Linked DNA regions of Mus musculus: regions 1 and 3 are each linked to region 2. Evidence: chromatin contacts called from public Hi-C and HiCAR-type data. All regions are on one chromosome and are shown on one strand. Each heading gives the region's core, a stretch centred on a gene start, on an enhancer-like site or on the middle of the called end of the contact. The rest is flanking DNA. Distances are from core to core; before and after follow the strand shown. Region 1 overlaps Scfd2 (Sec1 family domain containing 2). Region 2 has its middle 47 kb from the start of Gm52779. Region 3 overlaps Lnx1 (ligand of numb-protein X 1).

Region 1 (4,522 bases), core at 1,275-3,774, 460 kb after region 2:
AGATGGGACTTTTAGGTACTCTTCAAATGACCCAGAGTTTCAAACAGATGTTTGGGGAAAATGCATACCTGCTGCTCTTCCATTAGCCAATTACTCTGTTGCAACTGTCACAGGCCCTCTTTCTGCAATAATTATGAAGAATTATGTCCCATCTGGCAGCTCAAATGTTTAGCTCAATTTGAAGGAAATTTAGTTGTAATTATAGGGGCAGTGTTTCTGTTAAGTCTTGAAAAGGAGCCTCTCCCCACTGCAAAAGCTTTGCTGGAAAGGTACAGCACATATTGGGGAGGGGGGAGTCTCATAGAAGCACTAAGTGCATACTGTGCACACACACACACACACACACACACACACACACACACTCCTGGAGAGTGTAAAAAAAGTACATTCTCAGGAATACAATGAACCATAATATAACAAAGTACTAAAACCTAAAATCTATTACATTTAAATGTAAGCCTATGGATTCTTGCTGGCTTATGGAATTTCAAAAAATATTTTGTATTCTTAGAGTCCCTTTGTAAATTTTAAACCATTAATTTGTATATCTCTAGAGACATGATTTTAATATTTTTTCCAGTGTAATTATGAAATTGTAAAAGTTTATTTTTGTTTAAATTTAACCTTTCTTAACACAAGTGAAAAAAAAACCAAGTTGAAATTGAAGACAAAGAGAAATAATCACTTACTAAGACTGTGGGAGTTTTGATTCTATTTTAATTATTTACTAAAAAACAGTCTCTGTCTGTATGTGTGTAGTCTGTATGAGTTTATGTGTACCACATGGTTGCAGTTGCCTGCAAAGTTCAGAAGAGGGCATCAGACCCACCCCTGAAACTAGAGTTACAGGTGGTTGTGAGATGTCTAATGTGGATGCAAGGAAATGAACTCAGGTCCTCTGCAAGAGCAGTAAGTACTCTTAACTTCTGAGCCATCTTTCAGGCTCCTTGTCTTTTTTTCTTTTTTTGAAGTCAAATAGTGAATTGTTATTTTGTTTACTAACCTTGAAATATACACTTGGATTTCCACTATGTATGGTAGATAAAATTACTTCGATAGATGGGCAAGTTTTATTCTTGGGACCTGGGAAAGGTTTAGCCTCTCCGCGCACCCACTCAGAACTCCAAAGCAGCGTAAGTGCTGGGGAGCAAGCATGCAGCCCAGGTGTCAGTTTCCTCCTTCCGAGAGCCAGCCCAGCAGATGGAACAAAAGAGTTTATTTCTGGAAGATATGAAGACATTTTGTACTTGTAAATATTTTCTTACCCCATATTTTTAAAATTATCTAATTAGCATGGGTCACATTGACTTGTATTTTATAAACCAACTCTGCATTTCATTTTAGACCAAGGTTCATTCATTTTTTTTTTTTAGCCATCTCCCAATGTGATATTATATTTACAATAAAGAACATCTGGATATTTGCAGTTGGAGAAGTCTTCGTGCTTTTAAAATATGACATTGAACAAATAGTTCTCCATCAACGGCTAAACAGCAATCAGCCATGTCTCGGATATTTGGGTGGATTTGGTTTTGTTATTAAAAACATTTGTTTTTGTATCACTTAAAACATCTTAATATGGTATGTAGGTATGTAGGTGGTGAAAAAGCAGGTTATGCTACAAGGAAAAACTCTGAAATTTTGTAATAATTAGGGTAATAAGTCTAAATGAAGAATAATGGCTGGGTTTCCTTCGGTCTGGCCTTGATTCTTTCCAAGTGAGAGCACGGTGGTGCAACACTGCCCCCTACTGTATGTCTTTGCCCTGCCCTTTGAAGGAATCTCAAAAGAAAAAAATTGGAAGAAATCAACAGCTTGGGACAAACCTATCTTCTTACATTTGGTATTTTAAAAAGGTGTTGTAGAGAGTACTCAGCACAGACACTCAGAGGATTAGTAGACTCCTCGCTTCTGTGGTGCCGTTTACTTTCTTACGGGGCGTTGCTGAGGTAACAGATGACACGTTTTTGTTTTTCCCCTGATGGATGGTAGTGGAGGTTTGTGAATGTGCTTCTGTTTCAGTTAGCGCTTGTCTCAAGGAATGGTGCATCTTTGAAAAAAAACGCACAGGATCTCTTTGAGGCTGGAAAGAATAGGGCTTTTGTCCATTTTCATGATAGCTTCAGTATTTTTAATAACAGGACCAAACCTTGAGGTAAAATGTATCAATTTAACCAATCACATCTTGGAGCTCATCCAGGCTTAACTGTCTATAAACAACTTTGTCTTATTTTGTGTAATAGAACCCTTAAATTCATGTGCAAGAGTCTTTGGCACGGATAACATTTAAACTTTTTCATTTTGATGAAAAGTTGAATTCCTTCTTTTCCCTTTCTAAGGGTATTACTTTAACAACATTATTTTGATGACATGTCCTTTGCAAATGCATACTTTCGGACATTAAAAAACAAATCGAAAGCCACTTATCATATGAATCATTGTTAAAGTCAGCTGTAATCCGCTGTGTAAAATCTCCCTGTAAAGGCACACAGGCTAGGGGCTTAAACCTGGAGCACATTAAATTAGTTCCAGTCTCTGGCGAACTGGCTTTGCCTGCCTTGCTTAGGCAGGCAAACCGGAAACAGGCAGTTTATAACAAGAAGTCTGCCTCAGAAACCATGGGGTCTATTGGAGAAAGATTTATAGCCCCACTTATATAAACATTACAAATGTGGACTCCGAGTAGGAGGGGAACCGTTATCGAAATCTCCCGAAGAGCTTTTTCATTGTGAGTAAAATGGACAGCGTGCACTGTTGTTTGAAGACCCGCCAGCGTTTCCACAGCCGTCCTCTCCACTGCTCTGCCTGATTAAAATGGAGCATTGTGAAGACTAACCAGACCACCTACTTCTAATTTGTTTTCACAGTAAGACTGCATTGGCATCAAACCTGGAGCCAAAGAGACTCTGTGCCAAAGGAGAAAATTATCATTTTGGAGTTAAAGAAAAAGGAATATAATTACATGAAATCTAGGGGTAATGGAGTCTGGACTTCAGTTTATACCACTGCCTGAGTTTAAGTGATTTTTACATATAAACTCTTTCCTAGATATCGTGTTGTCTTTGAGATTGTAATAGAACCCAGATGAGGCTTGAAATATTTGGTCCCATAAAATGAGGAAGGCTGAAAGGAGAGATTAACATTTGAGATTAGAAAAGCTATTTATTTGATACTTCACATATGGCGAGCTGAGGTCTATGGGCTGCACGTCTGTGTTCTTCTCATTTAGCTTTATCTCATTTGTAATGTCTTGAAACTTTCCACATAAATACACTTTCTTTTGCCCAAATATCTCTAACAGGGCACTAAAATCAAATTCTCTCTTTTCTTTTGGGCTTGTTAATAGTAGCTACTGTCTTGTGGGTCCAATCCAGGTGGTGCTGAGTCCACTCTCCTTAGGATCTCTGCAGCATTCCTGGAAGATAGCGAGCACATCTGTTTTTAGCATTTTTAACTCAGTCCAAACATAAGGTTATTTGGAAAGCACCTTTAAAATAGGGGCTGCTGTAAGAAGGAACACAATGAAAGGTTGTGACTGATAAAACATGAAGCCAGGATCCTCAAGAAGAGAGTGGAGTTGAATGTCGTATGCAGCACACCCATAGAAAGGTCCCCATGTTTTCTTTGTCCATCAGGTCTGTTTTCTTTGATAGCAAGAAAAGCCACTCCTCTAATTTCAGCTGGTGAGCAGAAATGAAAAATCTGATCATGTGTCACATCAGAGAACAGGTGGACTCAAAGGGAGGTTCTGAGCAGTATCACACGACTAATACTAGTGATAATTTTACTGGGTATTATTTTAAATTTTTAAAATTATTTTTATTATAACATTCTCATTATTTTTGAGAATTTCATATACCTGTGCAGTATATTTTGATCATATTATGGACCTCATGTATCAAGGCTTACATATGCTATGTACCAGACTTAGTGTCTTATGTATATATGTCTTTACTGTGCAGCAACTCCAGTTTTGAAATGAAGAAGCTGAGATTCTGAGTTTGGGACGCGCTCAGCCACTGTGAGTGGCAGTGACTGCTGTGACCAGCTCTTCTGGCTCCCAAGCCTATGCTCGTTACCTGCTTAAGCACCACACAATCCATGTTGAGCTCTTCACCTTAAAAGCCATTTGGAATCTTGTAAAGCACAACCTGTAATCCCATGAGTGTCTAACCTGCTCCATTCCACCCCATGAGTGTCTAACCTGCTCCATTGTATCCCATGAGTGTCTAACCTGCTCCATTGCACCCCATGAGTGTCTAACCTGCTCCACTGCATCCCATGAGTGTCTAACCTGCTCCATTGCACCCCATGAGTGTCTACCCTGCTCCATTGCATCCCATGAGTGTCTACCCTGCTCCATTGTATCCCATGAGTATCTACCTTGCTCCATTGCATCCCATGAGTGTCTACCCTGCTCCATTGCATCCCATGAGTGTCTACCCTGCTCCATTGCATCCCATGAGTGTCTAACCTGCTCCAGTGAGGTCCATGGACTTCTCCTCAGCAGCTCTCTCTGCAC
Region 2 (4,634 bases), core at 1,538-4,037:
GGTAAAGATCCTTTCCCAATCTGTTGGTGGTCTTTTTGTCTTATTGACGGTGTCTTTTGCCTTGCAGAAACTTTGGAGTTTCATTAGGTCCCATTTGTCGATTCTCGATCTTACAGTACAAGCCATTGCTGTTCTGTTCAGGAATTTTTCCCCTGTGCCCATATCTTCAAGGCTTTTCCCCACTTTCTCCTCTATAAGTTTCAGTGTCTCTGGTTTTATGTGAAGTTCCTTGATCCACTTAGATTTGACCTTAGTACAAGGAGATAAGTATGGATCGATTCGCATTCTTCTACACGATAACAACCAGTTGTGCCAGCACCAATTGTTGAAAATGCAAGACAGCCATTTCTATACATCATGCTGGGAAAACTGAATGTCCACAAGCAGAAGAGTGAAGCTAGATCCCCACCTCTAACAAAACATCCACTCCACACAGATCAAATGCTATAATGTAACGCCCAAACCTGCTGGTCAAAGAGGGAGACATTTCAACATAAAGCCATTCACAGACTATAGATTTATGCAGAGGACTTGAGTTTCTCAGGAATTAATGACAGCAACTGCAAAATGGAATCCACAGCTCATGCTCTTGCACAGAAAAGGAAACTATAAATTGAGCAAAGAAACAGGCTACAGAATAGAAAAAAAATCTTTGCTAGTTATGTATCTGATAGAGAAAATTTTATATATCAGAAAATCAACAACCCAATCAATGAGTAGGCTCTAAAATGAACAGATAACCCTCAGAAGAAGAGACACATGATTAATAAACACATGGAAAAATTCAGCTCCACAGTCAATAGAGGGATGCAAGTTAAAACTAAATTCTAGTCACTGTCAATTACTAAGAAAACAGATAACAAATCCTTGTGAGTGTGTGCACTGAGCAACCAAGGACCAATCCCCAAAACTATCGACCGAAGCAAACTTCTCTGTGTAGATTCATCTCAATTATTTGCTTTGTTATAGTAATGGAAATATGACTAACACAAGGTTTGTGAAAAGCATTAAGAGAACAAACTTTAAGCCCTCGGTGCATAGAGCAAATGTCTCAATGCAGCCATTGGATTATTTATATAGACTTCAAAACAGCATGCTGTGTGTAATAGGTACACAGAGTGCTGTCAACTAAAATAAATAACTTTAAGATTATTTATTTAGTATATGAATAATGTACTTAGTGAACACACATGTTCACATGGCACAATGTGTGTGTAGGTCAGAGGCCAACTTGTGGAAGTTATCTCTTTTCATTATGTGGGTTAGGGGAATCCAACTTAGGACATCTGTCTTGGTACTAAGTGCCTTTGTCTGCTGAGCAAGATCCTATGGTTGCTGCACCTTAATAACTACTGAAGACTCTTTAATAAAGTTTTTGTCTACTTGTGAATGGGGTTTCATTGAGCTCTTCTATCCTAGGGAAGGGAGGAAGAGAGGGAGGGAGGGAGGGAGGGAGAGAGAGAGAGAGAGAGAGAGAGAGAGAGAGAGAGAGAGAGAGAGAGAGAGAGAGAGAGAGAGACTTAGTCCACACGTAATTAACTACAAGGATGTAGAAGTGACAGATGAGCAATTTGCCTTCCTTGGAGGCTCTGCAGCTTGAGAAGACAGACAGAAACTGGAGTCCCCTCCTCGGTGTGGTAACTACCTTTCCATTGTTGTGACCTAATATCCCACGGAAGGAAGTTAAGGAAGGGGGAGTTTATTTGGCTGGTGTTTTTGGGTTTTACAGACCATCATAGCAGGGAAGACATGACAGCCAAGTTATGAAGCCTTTGATGACTACGTTACATATGCAGCCAGGAATCAGAGAGAAATGAACCCTCTCACACTATCTTCTATGTGTTCTGTGCCATCACTCCTTAGGGGACCAGAGGGTCCTTTACAGTCCCATCCCGAGTCACCCTCACTGCTGTAAAAGTCCATAATCTAATCTACCCTTAGGGGATTAAAGTGATTTAGGAAAGCAACCTGGGCCACCAGCTTGGGACCCAGGATGGGGCCTTCCCACTTACTCATTATTAAGACTGATAGACTAATAATTCTATACCACGTGGGCAAGCATTTCCTACGAGCCATTCCTATATCTTGTTCCTCAATACCCCCAAGTTTGTAGTCTATGGCACAGAGAGCATGGATTGAGGTGTTTTGTCTTGTTTTGTTTAGATTATTTTATGTATGCGAGTACACTGTTCCTCTCTTCGGACACCCCAGAAGAGGGCATCAGATCCCATTACAGATGGTTGTGTGTCACCGTGTGGTTGCTGGGAATTGAACTCAGGACCTTTGGAAGAGCAGTCAGTGCTCTTAACCGCTGAACCACATCTTCAACCCAGAGAGTGAGTTTTGACAGCTGGACAGTGTGTGGTTGTAAAACATAGTTCATTTTCCTGGGTTTGGGATAGCCTTGAGAAACAAAAAGGGTAAGCCTGTGGTCACCGAGCACTCTGTAGTTCTGGATAGAGGGTCTCATTCCTGAATCACCCTCTGTGCTGTGAAAGTTCCTAATTCCATAATGGAGGAGTTGCAGAGGTCATGGAGAGATCCCGTCCTTAATATGACTCAAAGCTTCATTATGCCAAGGAATGCTCTCTCTCAGGGCAGTGTTCTATAACGAGGTCAGCACATTTCGCCACAAAGCCCAGATCCTGGAAATATCTGAGTAATACCAGTATCATGTCTTCACGGGGGTGACATAGTCTCCTATCCGACCCCTAGGAGTGCAGACCGCCTGATCTCAAGCGCTTTGTCTCCTCCGGGTGCTTTTCTCGGTTAACTACCCAGTCATCTCCTTCTGCAGCCAAGAACAATCTTGGTCTGCATCTTTGCTTTCCAGTCAGGAAGGGTGGTGCAGCTCAGTCCTGTCTGACACATGCTGCTGATTCACTATGGCTCTAGGGAAATCCCTCCTTGCTATTTTATTAGAATATGAATCTGGTAGCAGGGGTCAGATTTCAGTTCGGTTTGTAAAAGCACAGTGGAAACACTCATGTGGTTAAGCCTGAGGGTGGATAGATATGTATTTCTTTCATGTGTTTTGTTTAGGGACAGTGTCTCGCATGGAGTCCAGGCTGGCCTCAACCTCATAATCCTCCTGCCTCAGCTTCCCAAGTGTTCTCTTTTGTCTCTCTTTTATTATGCTATGAGACTAAGAACTATCAAGGACACCTTGTTCTCAAAGGCCCAAGCATGAAGAATTTATGAAATTGGAAGCCAGTTTGCAAGTAAGGATATATTGAGGCCTTGGTTGAGCTGTTTTTTTTTTAAAGGAATTTTTAAATTAAAATGTCAAATACCAACTGATTATTTAATTGTGGTATTTTGTTCATATATGTCACTATATTTGTATTGAACCATCTCTCCCACTGTCCCCTTTCCTCTCTGACTCTGTCCTTGTTGTTCTCAGCCTGAAGAGTCAGGCATAAACTCAGAAGGGGATAAAAGATAGAGTCACATCCAGGTCTCTGGTCAACAGGGGCAGGCTGTGTGAGGCCATTCTGGATTCACTGTCACTCGGAGGGATCCCCTCCTCAGAACATACTCATAGAGTGAGAGAGATAATTTGACAGACCCTGTGGTAAGATTGCTATGGTGGGAAATGCTCAATGCTTGGTCTCCAACTGCTGGTGCCATCTGAGTTTGTGCAGAGGTGAAGCTTTGCTGAAGGAAGTGGACCACTGGGAACAGAACTGGGATTCTGTAGTCTGGCCCCACCAGCTCCTATGCTCTCTGCTTCCTGACTACAACACAATGTGACCAGCTGCCCCTCACTCCTGCTGCCAGGGCCTCCCACCATGAAGGCTTTATCCCCTCAACCGATGGTCTATAATTCACTCTCTGTCCCTCAGTAGCATCTTGTTGGCTATACTGTCTTAGCAGCAAAGAAAATGATACTGCAGTTGTGATAGCGCATCCATTAGAGAGTCGGAGGCACAAGAATTGGGGTTTGGGGCTCTGGCAATGGGATCCTGCTGCTACACATAATGAGAATGAGGATGGCCGCCAACTGGCCCATTCACCCAACAAGTGTGCGACACCTTGAAGGTTCTGGGGCAGGAGATCGAGGTTAACCAATAAAGGGAGTGTCTGCTCCCAAGGGTTTGCTCCATAGTCCAGCAGGGAGCTCTGGGAAATCATAGAATTGCTAAGAAAAGACAAACAAGGGCTAGACAATGCAGCATCCTGGAAGAGCCAAGGGGGCTTCCTGGAAGCCTAGATGTCTACGTATCCCATAGGAAGGATTTAGTCAGAGAAGGGGTTGATGTAAGAGTGGTGTGGGCTCTGGATAGCTAACTACAGAGGACCAAGCTAAGGCTGCTCAGCACAAGTTGCAGGAGAAGCCGAGCAAGGGCAAGGTCAGGTCTTGCAGAGCCCTGACAGTGCATTCTAATGGAAGCAGAGTTTTCATTAGAGAGAAATGAGAGCTACTGAGGCCGCCTGAAAATGGCTGGATTCTTAATTAGACCTGGAGCTAGGTGATCTTACACCAGTCACTTGTTTTGGGAAGGTGACTGTGATGGCTATTCTTGGTTGTCAACTTGACAACCTCTGGAATGAACTAGAACCCCCCAATGGAGGGACACACCTGTGAGGGATTTTTGCTTAATTTGAAGTGGGAAGATCTACTTCTAATTGGA
Region 3 (4,984 bases), core at 1,975-4,474, 300 kb after region 2:
CCAGGGACCTTTCTGCTGAATTTCCCGTTGCTCTTTGCCCTTTGCCAGCTCTTGCTCATACATGGTAACTCTTAATTTTGCTTAAGATGATGGACTCCGCATTTCTGCCTCCAGGCTTCCTAGTGAATTTAATATACAAAGGGAACCGTGCCTTCTTCAGTCTGCCAGATGACACTTGAATACAACTACTCTGGTACTTTTCAGGTCCCAGTTCTGTCCTGGCCTCATGTCGGTGGTACAGCTTCAGTTCCCATGGGGTGGGGGTGGGGGCGGGCATGCACACACAGCTCTCATCTTGAGTGCTCAAAGCCCTTACCAGCACAGCAGCATTATCTTACATGTATGTTTAGCCACTGGAGGGAAGTGATGAGTAAGAGATTCCACACCACACCTTGGCAAAACTAAATTCTACCTGAATTGTTAGACTACAATTACACCTTTATGATATAAGCCCAGAAATGTCTAAGTTATAAATACATTTCACCTTTCACTCGACAAAAGCATGAGAAAGGATATTTTCCCTATTATACAGTCTTTCCAGTTACCTAAAGTCCTCCCCGACCCAATAAAGAAGCATGTGTAGCAACAGGCCTAGAATCAAGAGACCGTGGCACTCTAGACTGAGATGCAATGCAACGGAGCAGAAAGCCAAGTGAAGAGGGTAGCCTTAGTATGCCACACCGGCATTTCCTGTGTGGAACCAAATAACCAGGAGTAAGAGTAGGTGATAAAGATGCAGATAAAAGCATATTGGTAGTCGTGTGCTCCTTGGTAGCACCGTATGCCGGGGGACCCCTGTAGCAGCTCTAGACGTTCTGCCAGTTACGCCAGTCATCAACTGCCATTCAACAGAGAACACGGATGACATTTTACGTTGTTCGCTCTCAGGGCCCACATTCTGCATCTGGAAGGTCTTCAAAGCAAGCTCTCATCTGGACTAGCGTGATAGAAATATGCACTAACTCAGTTCTCTTCTTGCCTAAGAATTTAACCCTTTCTTCTCCTGAAGCCCCTGATATACTTTAATGGAGACTGTTAATATTAAAGGGGGAGGAAACAGGCATCAGTATTTTCTTTTGCTAGCTAGAGTTTGACACCTAGGTCATGAGCTAAGTCCGTGTGTCTGTACATCGAAGCCATGCAGTGTCAGGGCAGCTATGAGACCACTAATGTTTATGAGCCCCGAGTAAGCCCGGGGTCTCTTCTGAGCGTCACATGCTCTCTGTGACTCAGAAGGAGACTAAGGCTCAGAGCTGTCAGATGACATGCTCACGCTGCATGGCTGAGCTGCAAGCTAAGCCTGCTATTCCTGCCTGAGTCTGTGATTTCAATCATGATGCTTTAGTGAGTTGGAAGTACCCCCAAGAGACTGCTAAGCCTATATTTAGCTTTAGCTGATTTATATCTTTGTTTTTTGTTTTCTACTATAAAGTGAGTTCTGGAGAAGTTCACATAACAGAATCTTGCACCAGGATAGAAAAGACAGCTTTCACTACTGCTTGCTACATAAGTCTATAATTTCTTGTCATTTCTCCTATCTCTTTCCCTGTGTGATTGGAAAGTTCCATCCATCAAAAACCAAATGGGCACATAATTTCAAGAGCAAAGTTATTTTTAAAAACCTATCAAACACTTGCCCCAAGCCTGCCTATATTTAATATGTAAAATGATGCATTTTAATGTTTACTGTTAACAATAGGTAGACCCTTCCAAAAAAAAAAAAAAAAAACAACCAAACAAACAAACAAACAAACAAAAACCCTAGCATTTCAGAAGGTCTGGAACTGCTGTTGAGTAGACATTTATTGATGAAACAATGAATCCTTTATGTTTAAGAAAAGCCTTTTATTGACTTCAGAATCTAGAGAGCAAGATATCCTGATAAAAGTATTTACTATTATGAACTATAAAAGTCATGAAAGGTGACCACCGAATGCTCTGCAGACCGTTTCCTTAGAGCTCCATTTGAGCAGATTTTTTATATCCCACCTGGGTTGGATGAGCTCTCTGCCTACCTGCTTAAGTATCAACTAAAGAGAGATACTTCCTTCATGAGCTGAATAGCACATGGTGGCAGAGTGCCAGCAGAGAGCAATCAACACAGGCACACTAATCCAGGAGTTAGCCACAGGAAGAGGCTCTTTACATTCTACCCAGACTTTAAAATTAGCGGTAATGTTTACAAGTAAGTTAGGACAAAAAGCTGAACTATCCAAACAGACAGTAACAAAGTTAAGATGACTTTTTGTAAAAGGACTGAAACTGGTTATGTGATCAACTTTCTTTTCTCAACATAAGCCTAATCTATTGTTTTCCAAACTTGGCCATTGTTTTTCTTCTACACGTATATTAATATACAGATGTGGTGTTTTGGATTTGTGATTCCAATATAAAAACAGTGATGAGAATACTTTAGACTTAATTTGACCTATTGTCCTTTTTTAAGTATAAAGTATTAAGTATAAAGTATCCAAAATTATTAAATTCTCTATGGCTAAGATAGTGCAATAATCTAAAGTATGAAGAATCAATTCATGGTCTCTGCTGCTTCCACACCACAGGTTATGATTCAATCCAGTCAGAGACATGGGCTTGACACTGTCTTGGCTAATAGACACAGTTTACATTCTACCGTTAAACTTCTGTTTTGGCTTCTTGTTTTTTAAGAGGCAATGCTTCCCTTGTCTTAGTAAACATCTGACTTAAACCTGGGCAATGTTGCAATGATTTGTTGAGTAAATTGGCATATGAGGAAGAAGAGGGGAGATTAAAGATAAAATTAATTTGTAAGTGTCTTGCCTACAAGTAGGTATACCATAGTATACCTGATACCTGTGGAGGTCAAAAAGGGTGTATGGATTCCCTGGAACTGTAGTTACAGACAATTATAAGCCATCACGTGGGTGCTGGAAACTGAATCCCAGTTTTCTGGAAAAACAACTAAGTACTCTTCATGGCTGAGCAACCATTCTAGCTCCAAAACTTCCTTTCTTAAGCAGCTCAAGGCTTCTTATTCTTAAATTGCTCGAGTTAAATTTCCCTGTGAGCCTAAGCCTAACCATAGTCCCACTGGAAAAATGACCAAAGCCTTTGCCATTCCTTACACCATGCCAAATCTTTCTCAATTAGATGTAGATTAAAAGAATGAGCTCAGAGGAGGAGAAGCTCACAGTCACATCCAGAGGGTCAAGTCACTTACTCTGAAAGGTTACTCATCTGAACCAGCTGCCACGTTTCCCAGTGGGTGATGAAGTAATGCAAGGGGAAAAAAAGGTCATCAGTCCCAACGAACCAGTCTGATGCTGGCAGAGCTTAACGTAACTAGGTTTTGCGGGGCTGGAGAGATGGCTCAGTGGGTAAGAGCACCTGGCTGCTCTTCCAAAGGTCCGAAGTTCAAATCCCAGCAACCACATGGTGGCTCACAACCACCATGAGATCTGATGCCCTCTTCAGGTGCATCTGAAGACAGCTACAGTGTACTTACATATAGTAAATAAATAAATTAATTAAAAAAAACCAAACAAACTAGGTTTTGCTGCTACAACAGAACAAAAGGGTAGGAAGACGTGTCCCATCCTGAATGCTGGTCAACATAAAAAATATTTGGTCAAATAGGGCCCACAGAAATACTTACTGAAAAACAAAACAAAAAAATCCCACAAACACATCCCCCCACCAAAAAAAACCCCCAATGATCCAAAGACAGAGAAGCATTCAGATTCAGAGACTGCTCTATATACCTAGTTATAGTTATATAACTGTTAGAGTGGATCACACCCCTGGGCAGGAAGCATTTAATTACTTCTTTCCTACCAAAAACAGGCATATGTCAACCAAGGTGGGGATGTGTGCTGCTTCTACTCTAGTCAGATACACTGGAACTGAATAGTGTGGCATCTCGTACACAGTAGCTCCGACAGGATGTCTGTGCCACTCACAGGTTTGTGGGAATTAAGACAAGTACTTAAGAGTAGAAATGAGTTTTCACTAAGTGAAATTTATGGGTGTTTTTTAAAAATCATTTCAATGAAAGAAAATCTTGTACATGATGTATGGGTATGTCAATGCCTCTAAAAATAAAAAAAAAATGGGCTTGTTTTATTTCAAATGAAAGAAACAGTATGGAAAAGGTTATTGTATTAGGATTCTCTAGAGGAACTTAGAATGAATATATATACATGTGTATATATGTATGTATGTATGTATGTATGTATGTATGAATGGTTTACAGGCTGTGTGGTTCAGCGTGTCCAACAATGGATGTCTACCAATGGAAGGTCCAAGAATCCAGTAGTTGCTTAGTCCATGAGGCTGGAGTCTCAGATGGTCTTTAGTCTATGTTGGAATCTCAAAGGACTTGCAAGGGAGAGCAAGAGCAAGCAGGCAAACAGAGAGCAGGCTTCTTTCTTCATGTCCTTACATAGGCTGCCAGCAGCATGGCCCAGATTAAAGGCAGATCTTCCTAACTCCACATGAGATCTGGACCAACAGTGGGCCTTCCCACTTCAAATGATTAAGAAAAAAGAATCCCTCATAGGTGCACCCAGCCACTTGAGTTTTAGTTAATTCCAGATGCAATCAAGTTGCCACCAAGAATAGCCATCCAAGTTGTTAAATAACGAAAGGCCAGCAGTCAGGGTAATGACCAAACTTCATTGCTTAATATTTCACAAGATCATTTTTATTGATTATCAAAAAGCAACTGATTATTTTAAGGTACAGTCTATAAACAAAACATCTTCATTTCTACCAACATAAAAACACTATCTTCCAGTCAAAAGCAGTTCCTAGACCATAGATACACATGTGGTAGATCCCTTGATCCTAGAGCCACCCCCATCTTCCGACACACTGTCTACTCTAATGCAGCTGTTTGCACTTAGGTCTGACAGCCGCGACTCTCCTAGTTGAAGGTGGTATTGGTTCTCAGGCCAGCTGTGCTCCTCCCTCCCCTCTGTACTCTTTGCTGCAGCTATGCCATGTT

What was found. A called contact is a pair of places that touch in the nucleus more often than the background predicts. HiCAR-type assays count read pairs that join an accessible place to other places.
Region 1: a Hi-C map of embryonic fibroblasts shows a contact between it and region 2, with 5 times the contacts expected there. The contact joins two enhancer-like sites. A contact is called at or near these places in 1 of 39 promoter capture datasets (embryonic stem cells), 3 of 15 datasets of contacts at CTCF or cohesin (embryonic stem cells, large pre-B cells and pro-B cells), 18 of 484 Hi-C or Micro-C datasets (the 3T3-L1 cell line, the G1E-ER4 cell line, the HL-1 cell line and 6 more), 1 of 115 datasets of contacts at active chromatin or transcription factors (fibro-adipogenic progenitors) and 2 of 9 other capture datasets (embryonic tail and embryonic trunk).
Region 3: a contact with region 2 is called in a HiCAR-type map of fibro-adipogenic progenitors, with 3 times the contacts expected there. The contact joins two enhancer-like sites. A contact is called at or near these places in 1 of 15 datasets of contacts at CTCF or cohesin (the NIH/3T3 cell line), 10 of 484 Hi-C or Micro-C datasets (all in embryonic stem cells) and 2 of 115 datasets of contacts at active chromatin or transcription factors (the NIH/3T3 cell line and fibro-adipogenic progenitors).

Annotation. Positions count from the first base shown.
Region 1 is chr5:74,431,208-74,435,729 of GRCm38.p6, reverse strand. All of the region lies in intron 4 of Scfd2 (Sec1 family domain containing 2), which reads left to right. Among named protein-coding and RNA genes, the nearest start is that of Scfd2, 98 kb to the left of the region's middle. Within about 2 kb of position 2,524, at least 60 of the 459 cell types and tissues checked have an H3K27ac peak or open chromatin away from gene starts, as enhancers often do. A contact at or near this core is called in embryonic fibroblasts, where this site is marked.
Region 2 is chr5:74,895,449-74,900,082 of GRCm38.p6, reverse strand. No RefSeq gene overlaps it. Among named protein-coding and RNA genes, the nearest start is that of Gm52779, 47 kb to the left of the region's middle. Within about 2 kb of position 2,787, at least 71 of the 459 cell types and tissues checked have an H3K27ac peak or open chromatin away from gene starts, as enhancers often do. A contact at or near this core is called in embryonic fibroblasts and fibro-adipogenic progenitors, where this site is marked.
Region 3 is chr5:74,598,466-74,603,449 of GRCm38.p6, reverse strand. All of the region lies in intron 9 of Lnx1 (ligand of numb-protein X 1), which reads left to right. Fip1l1 (FIP1 like 1 (S. cerevisiae)) reads right to left here. Exons shown (of 18, transcript NM_001159573.2): 18 at 4,660-4,984. Among named protein-coding and RNA genes, the nearest start is that of Gm32304, 47 kb to the left of the region's middle. Within about 2 kb of position 3,224, at least 2 of the 459 cell types and tissues checked have an H3K27ac peak or open chromatin away from gene starts, as enhancers often do. A contact at or near this core is called in fibro-adipogenic progenitors, where this site is marked.